3 separate regions of the Mus musculus genome follow, and all the other regions are linked to region 1. The links are chromatin contacts, called in public HiChIP or PLAC-seq and promoter capture Hi-C maps. All regions are on one chromosome and are shown on one strand. Each heading gives the region's core, a stretch centred on a gene start, on an enhancer-like site or on the middle of the called end of the contact. The rest is flanking DNA. Distances are from core to core; before and after follow the strand shown. Region 1 holds the start of Aff1 (AF4/FMR2 family, member 1). Region 2 has its middle 7.2 kb from the start of Gm30443. Region 3 has its middle 28 kb from the start of Gm30443.

Evidence for each region. Promoter capture Hi-C pulls out the DNA fragments that hold promoters and counts their contacts. HiChIP or PLAC-seq counts read pairs in DNA pulled down with a chosen protein or histone mark.
Region 2: a FOXA1 HiChIP or PLAC-seq map of pancreatic cancer cells shows a contact between it and region 1. The contact joins the enhancer-like site here to the promoter of Aff1 in region 1. A contact is called at or near these places in 6 of 484 Hi-C or Micro-C datasets (CD4 T cells, CD8 T cells, cerebral cortex and 1 more) and 17 of 115 datasets of contacts at active chromatin or transcription factors (T-cell acute lymphoblastic leukemia, craniofacial prominence, effector CD8 T cells and 13 more).
Region 3: a contact with region 1 is called in a promoter capture Hi-C map of the SN4741 cell line, with 3 times the contacts expected there. The contact joins the enhancer-like site here to the promoter of Aff1 in region 1. A contact is called at or near these places in 1 of 39 promoter capture datasets (the SN4741 cell line), 2 of 484 Hi-C or Micro-C datasets (CD4 T cells and nephron progenitors) and 8 of 115 datasets of contacts at active chromatin or transcription factors (effector CD8 T cells, embryonic basal ganglia, embryonic midbrain and 5 more).

Annotation. Positions count from the first base shown.
Region 1 is chr5:103,752,367-103,755,748 of GRCm38.p6, reverse strand. Aff1 (AF4/FMR2 family, member 1) reads right to left here and starts at 1,587. Exons shown (of 20, transcript NM_133919.4): 1 at 1,404-1,587. The coding sequence starts at 1,420.
Region 2 is chr5:103,365,457-103,368,838 of GRCm38.p6, reverse strand. No RefSeq gene overlaps it. Among named protein-coding and RNA genes, the nearest start is that of Gm30443, 7.2 kb to the right of the region's middle. Within about 2 kb of position 1,553, at least 53 of the 459 cell types and tissues checked have an H3K27ac peak or open chromatin away from gene starts, as enhancers often do. A contact at or near this core is called in CD8 T cells, effector CD8 T cells, memory CD8 T cells and 1 more, where this site is marked.
Region 3 is chr5:103,385,869-103,389,250 of GRCm38.p6, reverse strand. No RefSeq gene overlaps it. Among named protein-coding and RNA genes, the nearest start is that of Gm30443, 28 kb to the right of the region's middle. Within about 2 kb of position 1,605, at least 93 of the 459 cell types and tissues checked have an H3K27ac peak or open chromatin away from gene starts, as enhancers often do. A contact at or near this core is called in the SN4741 cell line, nephron progenitors and stem cell-derived neural progenitor cells, where this site is marked.

The DNA.
Region 1 (3,382 bases), core at 338-2,837:
AAGGCTTTCCCCAGAACTCAGAGATCCTCCTGCCTCTGCCTTCTGAGTGCTGGGATTAAAGGCAAGTGCTGGGATTAAAGGCATGGGCAACCATATCCAGCTATAACATATTTTAATTACTAGCCATGAACGACAAACAGTTCCTTAATTTCAAGCAAATGGGAAACGTTAGAGATTGAAGACATCTGCAGTCACTGTAATATGAAAATCTACAGGTTCTGTTTGTGCTAAAAGCTAACGGTTGCTTTTTAGTTAAGATTTAGCAGAAGTTTGAGGTGCAACTTCTGTTCCCCTACTCCTCTGTCCCGTTAGGAACCCCTTCCTTCCAACACTCAATAAGATGAAGACACAACTAAGCCAAGTTGAGAGGATTAAACTTGTTTTTAAAGTAAGACACACTTAGAAGGTTTTCTGTTTAGAGAAGTTCCTTCTAGGAAGTTTTATCTCTTAGAAAAATTCAAGTTCTATCTACTCAGTCTCTAACGTTTACAAATCTACTGTTCTCCATGATCTTTAGACCTAAAATTACTAAAATTACCTCAGCTCAGCGTCCAGATATGTTACCAAATCACTATCCTAAATCAAGTATTAAGGCTAAAGAACATTTCCATAATTGTAAACTTGTGCAATCACACTGCCTTCTGGCATAAGTTTTGAAAAGGTTCGACGGGTCCTGTTTTCCGTAACCAACAGCTGTAGAGACCGAAGCGCGATGACACCCAACAGCCTCAATCTTGGGCACCGGTGTACGGCCAAGTTTTAAGGCTCCTTTCAAAACCTTCAAACCCGGGAGAAGGCAAGACTCGGTCCTTGCAGTACAGGGCACTCCCCTGACAGCAACTGCGGGTCATTAGCCAGGCTCCCCTTCACCAACCCAGCGCATTCCGGCCTTTGCCTACTCAGCAGATTCACTCTGACTGTGCCGTTTTATGTGGAATCGTACATTCTAGCAGGAAAAAAAAAAAAAAAAAAAAAAAAAAAAAAAAAAAACTATATTACTCACCAGGCTCCACCACTCTCTCGTGGGAGAATCCTCGTTTCCATTAAGTGCGCTTCCAAATTTCTTTGGAAGACGCCAAACCAGCAACGAGTAGAGCCGGAGGATTGTGCACAGGCACCTCAGTGAAAATCCAGGCTCCGGCAGGAGAGAAACCAACTTCACTTTCCGAAAATAACAGTTCTTCGGGCCAGAAGCGGAATCTTTAACCTTAACTTTCCGGGCGGTCCCTTTGCACTCGGTTCACACACTTTTCTACCCGACACTCAGGGATGAGATAGCAGTGATCCAGCCGCTGGCTTCCTGCGGTCCCCGCCCCCCCCCCCCGGCACTCCCACCCGCGCCGCCCTTGCCCCGGGCTCCGCGGCCACTCCCGGGTCCCAGACGCCCCCTGCGCAAGCCTCACCTGGAATGGGCTGCCATGGCTCGGCTCACACTGCCTGGCGTCCCAAATCCATCTGCGCGCTCGCCCCGCAGGCTCTCTCGCCCGCGCCGCTCTCAGCGTCGGCCGCAGCCGTCGGCGATACTGCCCCGCAGACTCTGCGCTCTCGGCAGCCGCGTCCTCAGCTCTGTGTCCTCAGCACCGCCTCCGCCCCCCGGAGCCTCGGCTCGCGCCGAGCCTGACGGACATCCGGGCACCGGGGGCAGCCGGGCGAGCCGCACCTCCCTGGAGCCCAGGGAGCGGCGATGCCCGCCGCCCCGGGGCACTGTCGGGTCACCAGAGACCAAGGGGTGCGTCCGCACCGCCCGCTGCGGGGTCCCGGCTCCCAGTTCGCCCGCACTTCGGGGGCGATGTGCGCGGCGCTGGGCTCCCCTCGAGGTGCCCGAGCTCGCCGGGACCCCCCCGCAGGCGCCGCGGTGGTACGGCCCGCCTCCTTTTAAGGGCAGCGCGCACCTCCGCCGCCGCCGCTGCCCCCAATTCGGCTGTGTTCAAACGCGCGCTACAGAGATCCCCGCGCTCGGGCTGGGACCTCAGGGTCCTGCTGCCGTGGGGATGTGCTGGGAGTGGGAGCATCGGATCACTGCCTTCGCTGCTTCTGGCCGCTGCTGCGGGGCTTGCCATCGGAAACATCAGGGATCGGCTAGCAACCCTTCTTCAACTTTGCTTTCAGTTTTGAAAGTGCCCAGAAACAAGTGTTTATACGACTTCCCTCTTCGAGGCAACATGCGATTACACAGAAGACAGCCATTCAGGGAAGTCCCCTAATAAATTAAAAGAATTGCTTCCCCTCCACCCCACCCCACCCCACCCCCCGCAAACAAAAACCATGATGCAAACCAACGTAAACGCTCGAAAGCACAATCGAAAATTGCGTCAACTCAGACACAGGAAAGACACCAGGCTTTGCCTGGGAAGCGGCTGAAAACAACGATGGGCAGAAAGGCAGGGAGAAGACTTAACAGGGGCATCCCGGAGGACCAGCCTGCTGCTGGAAGGACACTTTCTTGGTGCGCTCCGGGTTCGACCCGGGACTCACCACATTATATTGCTCATGTAACTGATTGCCCAGTTTCTAAATACCGCAAGTTTCCAGATTCCGGTAGTCCCTCTCAGAGGTCAGAACTACTTACATAAGAACACAAGACAAAGCTTGTCTTTCACTCCCCTGGCTTTAGCTCTGATGGTGGAGAACGACTGACGCCTTCGCAGGAATGAAGGCTGTGGTGGCAAGTGAGACAAGTTGCCAGACACTGCTTTCTCCACCACCTACAGTAGTAGTTTGGAGAACTCGTGTACTTTAGGAATGCCCTTGATGAACTAACTAGTCCTTTGAATTTTGACTCTGAAATGCGGGGTTTTTCCCTCTGTCTCTATGTCAGTCTCTCTGTCTCTCCTCCCTCCCTCCTCCTCCTTGTGACAAACGGGAAGTGCACAGAAAGCACTGTTCTGTTCTAAGCTCACAAGCACAGCACCAGTCCTGAAGATGAGTGTGAAGTGACTGGAGAGAGAAACCAACCAGAAACTAGCTGGTTTTTCATAGACCATGTCTCCTAGAGATAACAATTCGCACGCTTCTGACTTGGGCATCTGGCAAGTCTCTCTTCTAGGAAAACAACTTTCAGTGTTTATTGCAAAGATAAGGTTTTACCTTCAGAGCTATAGGGGAAGCTTGCTACAGGTGAGACAGTTTCCCATACTGTCAGACCAAGGTGAGAGGGAAGGACTCACTGCTTGACTTAAGGAGCAATGGGTTCCAAATGACAATATGTGATGCTACAAAAACATGCCTGAGGGCTGGAGAGAGGGCTCATCTGCTCTTCCAGAGGTCCCAGAGTCACTTTCTAGGTTCCACATTAAGTAGCATCCATGTTCCCTTAGCTGTCTTTAACTCCAGTCCCAAGGGATCAGAAGCCTTCTTCTGTTTTCAGGAATCAGGCACACAT
Region 2 (3,382 bases), core at 304-2,803, 390 kb after region 1:
CTGCCCCACGGAGAGGTCCCACACTGCCCAGAGGATTTCACGCACTGCTACACGAGGTTCCCACATTGCCCCCACACTGCTTCTCTAAGGGCAACATCTTCAAAGACCAGCATGTTCCCATGCAGACCAAGGAGCTTTCAAGACGCAGTTTAGAGTAGAGCACATTCCTTGCAACACAGAACTCTGAGTTCATGCTTTTTTTTTTTTTTTTTTTTTTTTTTTTTTAATTGTTTTGTTTTGTATTTTGAGACAAGGTTTCTCTGTGTACCCCAGGCTGCCCTGGAACTCACTCAGTAGACCAGGCTGTCCTGGAACTCAGAAATCTGCCTGCCAAGTGCTGGGATTAAAAGTCCTTTAAGTGTGCAAGCCATAGCTGGGCAGTGGTGGCGCATGCCTTTAATCCCAGCAGTTGGGAGGCAGAGGCAGGCAGATTTCTGAGTTTGAGGCCAACCTGCTCTACAGAGTGAGTTCCAGGACAGCCAGGGCTCTACAGAGAAACCCTGTCACAATTAACTAAATTTCAGATCTAGATTTCACTAGGTTTGTTGTTGTTTTTGTCTTTGTTTTTCGCCACTCCCCCCACCCCCCAGCAATACCTTTTTTTTTTTTTTTTTTTCTATCCTAAGACCCAAGCTGGAACATGGCATTATGGTAAGTTGTCCTGTCCATTGGTCTGTCCTGGTTCCTAGCTTGTCTGTGAGGCACTGAGCTGGATAGGTCTTTTGTAGAAAAGTCCTCTGAACTGGGGATACCTGATCTTTTTGTGATTAGAACGTTCTAGAAAGAAGCACCTTCCCTCACAGCCTCTCAGGTATACGGGCATCCAACAAGCTCGTGTTGATGATGTGAGTCTCCCCTGTTGCTTGCCAGATTTCTTCTTAGTGAAGTCTCAATGCTTCTGGTTACATTCTCTGGAAACAGGCCACTGAAGCAGGAGGGGGCCTGCGGGGGGAATTAACCTCCACCTTCCTGGAAGACCAAGAATTTACCAAGTGGAATTCACTCTGCCTTTCCCTACCTATTCACTTATAACACTATGAGCTCACAGGTAATTATTTAAATACCGGCTGATAACCTACTGAATTGCTGTCTCTGTTACCACCCTAATTAGCCCAGCCTTAGCCACTGCAAGCCCTCTCAGGTGGACTTCTGTGCTCCTCTGTTGTGCTCCTGTCCCTTTGACTAAGCTTTTTGATACTACAGGAAGCACTGGGTTCATATTACATCCATCCTGCTCCAATTCTGAGAAGTTTCTTTGAGGAAACCGCATTTCCTTTAATTGGGCGGTGGCATTCCAATGTGTTATCATAATGGATTCCAGTCCCGGAAGATTTGGGCCGGAGGAGTTCACTTCGTTTCCAAAACGGTGATCAATGGTATGACCCGGTCTAGGGAGCCCACGGTGCACTTCCTTGCTGGGGATATTTACGAAGCTGCCTCAGGGGCAGGTATGTGAATCATGGGGTTAAAGAATGGTACTCAGATGATGTCATTGTGGACACTTTCAGTACAGTGAGCGGGCATGCTCAAATTTGCATTAGATGACGTTTCTGGGTCTTACACATCTTGACGTTTCTGCCCTGGGACTCATGGATTCCCAGAACAGTGCACATACAGTTTGTTAGAACTCAGGTAAACAAAAGAAAAAGTGATACATTTGCATTTGAAGAGGTTTTGTGGTTAACTTAAAAACTACCACCTGTAGACATTTCCTCTAGGCTCTGCCCCATAGTTACCTGGTAACAGCCAGGTATGCCTGACTCACCATAAAAGGGGCTGCTTGCCCACCCCCTCTCTTGCTCTTCTCCTCTTGCTTTTGATCCCGTACCCTCTTCCTCCTCTTTCCCCTTTCCTCTCCCCACTTTCTCTCCATGTGCTCATGGCCGGTTTCTACTCCCCTCCCCTCCCAACTTCCCTCCTCTTCCTCTTCCTCCTCCCCCCCTCCTCCTCCCTTCCTCCCTCTCTCTATTTCTCTCTCTCTCTGCCTTTTTCTGTCTCTACTCTCTCAATTCCCCCCCCCCCCTGCCCTAAATAAACTATTCTATTCTATACCATGGCCTGTCCCTCAGCAGAAAGGGATGCTTCTACATGGCCTGAAGAGACACACCCCTCCCCCCACACCATACCTCGCCTCCACCAAACACATCCCTGGCTTCCTTTCTTTTTCTAAAACACACCACCACCCCCTTGATTGGTAATGATAGTGTGATCCCTAAAATACCCCAGTAACTCCTGACTGTATCTGAAACAAGCATGGCGTACACAGTCGAAGTCACTGGGAAGAGCAGAAAGATATCTCACTGTTTGTGCGTTCTGGCGAGGTAGGTAACGAAGGCAATATTATTCAGCGGGAAAGTGGAGTAATAATGAATGCAGAGCCTTGGGAGCTGTATGGTATCAGACTCCTGCTTCCAGGCTGCGGGATCGAATCGGGCCTCCCTGGAACAGGGAGAGAGCAGGGAGGTTAGTTTCCACGATCTCTAGTTAGAGAGAACGTGAGGCTGAGTCTGTGGGTGTGGAGTCCACAGAGGTGGGAAAACCAAACAGCAGGACCATGAGAAGGGAGCAATACTTTGGTAAAATATATTTATTTAGCAACTCTTGGCTCCCACTGCTCAAACACTCGATTTTAAAGAAACATCCACAGCCAGGCCACAAAGTAGCCAAGAACAAGGAAGAGTGAAGGTATGCTCAGAGTAATTGGGGAAGCTCGGGGTGGGAGAGATTGAGCCCGAGAGTGAGTTATCCCAGAACAGATGGAGGCGGCCACGTTAGCTTTGCACTAAACTGTACTGTAGCTTTGAATCTATTTTCGTGATAAACTACTCATAACAAAGCTTACCACGTTAACCATGTTTATGTATGCAGTTCGGCGGCATTCCACCCTATACTGTTGTGTGACCCTTGTTGCTTGCTGTTTCCAGAACAGTCTTCTTCCTGTGGTGAAACTAAACCCTCCCCTCTCACCTCCCCACCAGCCTCAGGTAACCACTGCTGCGCTTTCTCTAAGTGTAGACGGAGTCACAGCAAATATTTTTCTTCCCCCCCCCCCCCCCCCGTAGAGATTATTTCGCTTAGCAAGACTTCTTCCAAGGGTCACCAGTGTCGTGGTATTTTGCTTAACTTTCTAAAGTGGTCATAGCCACATCCTGCTGACTCTGGTCCTGGAGCTGTACAAGGTAATTCCACAGGCTGGGTGAGGGAGTCCCGGGGTGGGGTGGGGAGGTGACTGGGAATGGGGGAGGGACACAGAGCCCTTCCAGCTGCTCAGGAAAGGTTGAGGTGGAGAGGAAGAAGGAGGCGGAGCGCTGTGGATGCGGGCAGCTCAGTGGGCAGCGAGGACCACGCCAGCGCCAGCGCAGGAGGCGGGGCTGCCGGGCTG
Region 3 (3,382 bases), core at 356-2,855, 370 kb after region 1:
TCTCCTCCCTCCCTTCCTTCCTCCTTCCCTCCCTCCCTCTCTCCCTCCCACTCTCTCCCCTTCTCCCTCCCTCTCTTCCTCCTTCTGCTCCTCCCTTCCTCCTTCCCTCTCTATCCTTCCCTCTGTCCCTTCTCTCCTTGTTTCTTCTCTTTTCTTCCTTACCAAGTTCCTATTACATAGGTCAGGCTGGTCTTAAACTCAAGATCTCCCTTGTGGTGCTGGGATTTTGAGGACACGCTTTAGCCCCTTCCTTGGGGAGATTGGAGTGTGTGAAGTCATTTAACCATGGTGGTACGGTTTAGGGAAATAATGATCATGTCAGTATCTTATATTTCATAAAGGTCTGTGTTTTCTACTCTTTTTTTTTTTTTTTTTTTTTTAAGATTAATTTATTTATATGTAAGTACACTGTAGCTGTCTTCAGACACTCCAGAAGAGGGAGTCAGATCTCGTTACGGATGGTTGTGAGCCACCATGTGGTTGCTGGGATTTGAACTCCTGACCTTCGGAAGAGCAGTCGGGTGCTCTTACCCACTGAGCCATCTCACCAGCCCGTGTTTTCTACTCTTTAGTGATCTCACAATACAGGCAGAATGAAGTAATGTTAATTTCTTATTATTTTTTTTTTTTTTTTACTTCCTTCTGTCCATGAGCTATCTAACAAGCTTCCTCTCTCCTGCAATACTTTGTTATCATGGCAGTTCTGGCCAGCATTTTATGTTTATGGGTTTAAGAGTAGAAATCTGTCATTAAGGAATATTGATTTATTAAAATATAATGAGAGTGGTTTATAATAAATATATCTATAAAAGGTGTGCAAGAAGGAGTTTCAGAGAGGGAAAAGGAAGGATGGTATGAGCCTCGGACTGGGAGGGAGAGAGTTCTCCATAGAGCTCATGTTGCTGCACAGCCCTGGGAAGAATGGCTGAACCCTTGGGATTCTCTTTTCATGGGCGCTTGTATAGAGAACAACCTTGCAAGAGGAGCATCTCTGTCGCTAGAGCAGAGGGCAGGTTTGTTTGCTCCCTTTCACAAAGATAAGTTTCCTCCCAGGACAAAGGTTTGCAGGTCTGGCAGCAGCTCTAAGCTGCTGGTGTTTGCCGGGCTCAGTCTCTTAGCAGGTGTGTGGACCAAGTACCAATGCAAAAGTCCCCGTCGCTGCTTCACACCACACTCCCCAGACAAGTGCAGACCAAATGGCAGGAACATGAACCACATGCTGTCCGCTGTTCCGCAAGGGATAGAGTCCTTCTTCCCCGGCCCAGAAGCCTCGTCTCTTGCCAGCATGTGCAGGCCTGTAGCAAGCTACAGCTTTTGGGTGTTGACAGACAAGGGCTCTTGGGAACTGAGTGAGTGCCTGGGACTCAACAGGGAAGGCTCAAGGGGAGTGGTTCTGTGCAGATGACTGTGAGTGTTTAGGCTTAGTGGTTGGAGCTAAGATTGGAAGTCACACAGAGGATGTTGGGCCTGTTGTTTACTCAGTGGCGCTGGGAGAAAGAGTGAAAGAGGAGTCTCAGAGCTGCTGAGGGGCTGAGTGGCTCACAAAACCACCAGAACTGTAGTTTGCCGGGTCACTAACAGTACAGAGCCAATGTGTTCTGCTTGTTGGCCTGCAGCCACAGTCTTGATGAGCACTCCAGAGCACTTCCGCCATCTCCTTTGCCCAGACCTCAGCTGTTTAAACGAGGAAGGGAGTTAAAAGCAAGGTCAAGGTTTTCCCTGTTGCCATAGGGACCTAAAAACCCCAAGCTCCCCTGCACATTGTGGAATTTAAGGCAAATGATATACTCAAATCCGGCATTTTATTAGACACAGACAGTCAAGTTGTCCATTCTAGCCAGTTTCTTAAGGGCAAATAGAGCCCAGACTATTTTATTTTTTCAACTCAGTATTTACAGTAGGGTGTGATACTAACATGAATTGTTTTCTGACATGCCCTCCACGCTCTATTTCCCTCCTCGGATCTCATCTTCTCACTCTCTGATCCTTTTTTCTGCAGTTTTAGAGATACGATTTCATTCACATCTGTGGGGTTTGAAGGAGAATGCCAATCATAGGCATCTAGATTTGCAAGCTTAGTCCTCCTCAGCTCACAAACTATTCAGAAGGATTGGGAAGTGTGTCCTTGATGGCGGATGTGTGTGTGTCTCTCTGCATGGTACTTGTGGATCAGGATGTAAAACACTCAGCTACTGCTCCAGCATCCTTCCTGCCTGCCTGCCTCCTATCATGATAATCATTGGCTAACCCTCTAAAACTGTAACTCCACCCCACTTTTGTGATTTGTAAGAGTTGCCTTGGTTATGGGGTCGGTCTCTTCACAGCAATAGAATAGTGACTAAGACATCATTCTAGGACATCTTTTTATGATTTCAAAACCTCTATCCAATTCCAACTTATAATTTCCAGTCCTAATCAATCTTTTCAAGAGGATCTTGGCTATCTCACAGGCATAGACATGCCAACCAAACTTGCTTTGTCAAGTTTTCTACAAGTGTGTGTGTGTGTGTGTGTGTGTGTGTGTGTGTGTGTGTGAGAGAGAGAGAGAGAGAGAGAGAGAGAGAGAGAGCATGTGCATGTGCTGATGTGTGTGATTGAGATTTGAATCTAGGGCCTGCTGCATACTAAGTTATTCTACCATTGCCTTGCAACACCAGCTCCTAATCTATGTAAACTGTGAGCCAAGAGAAACGCCCCACCTTAAGTTGCTTTGTAAGGCATTTTGCCACAGCCTTGAGAACAGTAATGAACATTCTTTCAGCCCGGCGTCTCTGTTATCATACACATTTGTTCAGATCACTTTAGACTAGCCATGTTTCAAATGGTCACGTCCAGATGTTCAGCGTGGTTTATATAGCACTGTATGAAATAAGAGAACCAGGCTTCTGCTGTAGCCTCTGCTTAAAAGTCCACTTCTCCTGCGGAAGAGCTGAGTCAGCTCCGCTCATCACGTGTGCAGGCCAGTTACCAGGAAGAAGATATGGACAGAGACAGGCCTGTCCTGTCCCCTTGAGACGACTCCCTAGAAAGGTTTACATTCTTCTTGTCAACATTTTACCGCAGGATAGGAAGATATTTAAGTCAAAGGAGTTTGTGAAAGGTAGCTTTTATTTCAGATGGCCATGAGCTGATAAATGCTAGAAATTCTGTTGCAAAGACCCTGAAGAGTCAAAGTAATCCTGAGCAAAGAGAACAACGCAGGAAGGATCTCCATTCTAGGTCTTAAGATACATTAGAGCTGTAGTAACAGAAACAATAGTTATTGATACAAAAACCGAAACATAAGACAAAGGAACAAAATCAAAGGCCCAAGGGTGGCCACTTAGTATTTTACCAAGACTCGGATAACATATGCTGACAAAGGAAGTGTCTTCAACAAATG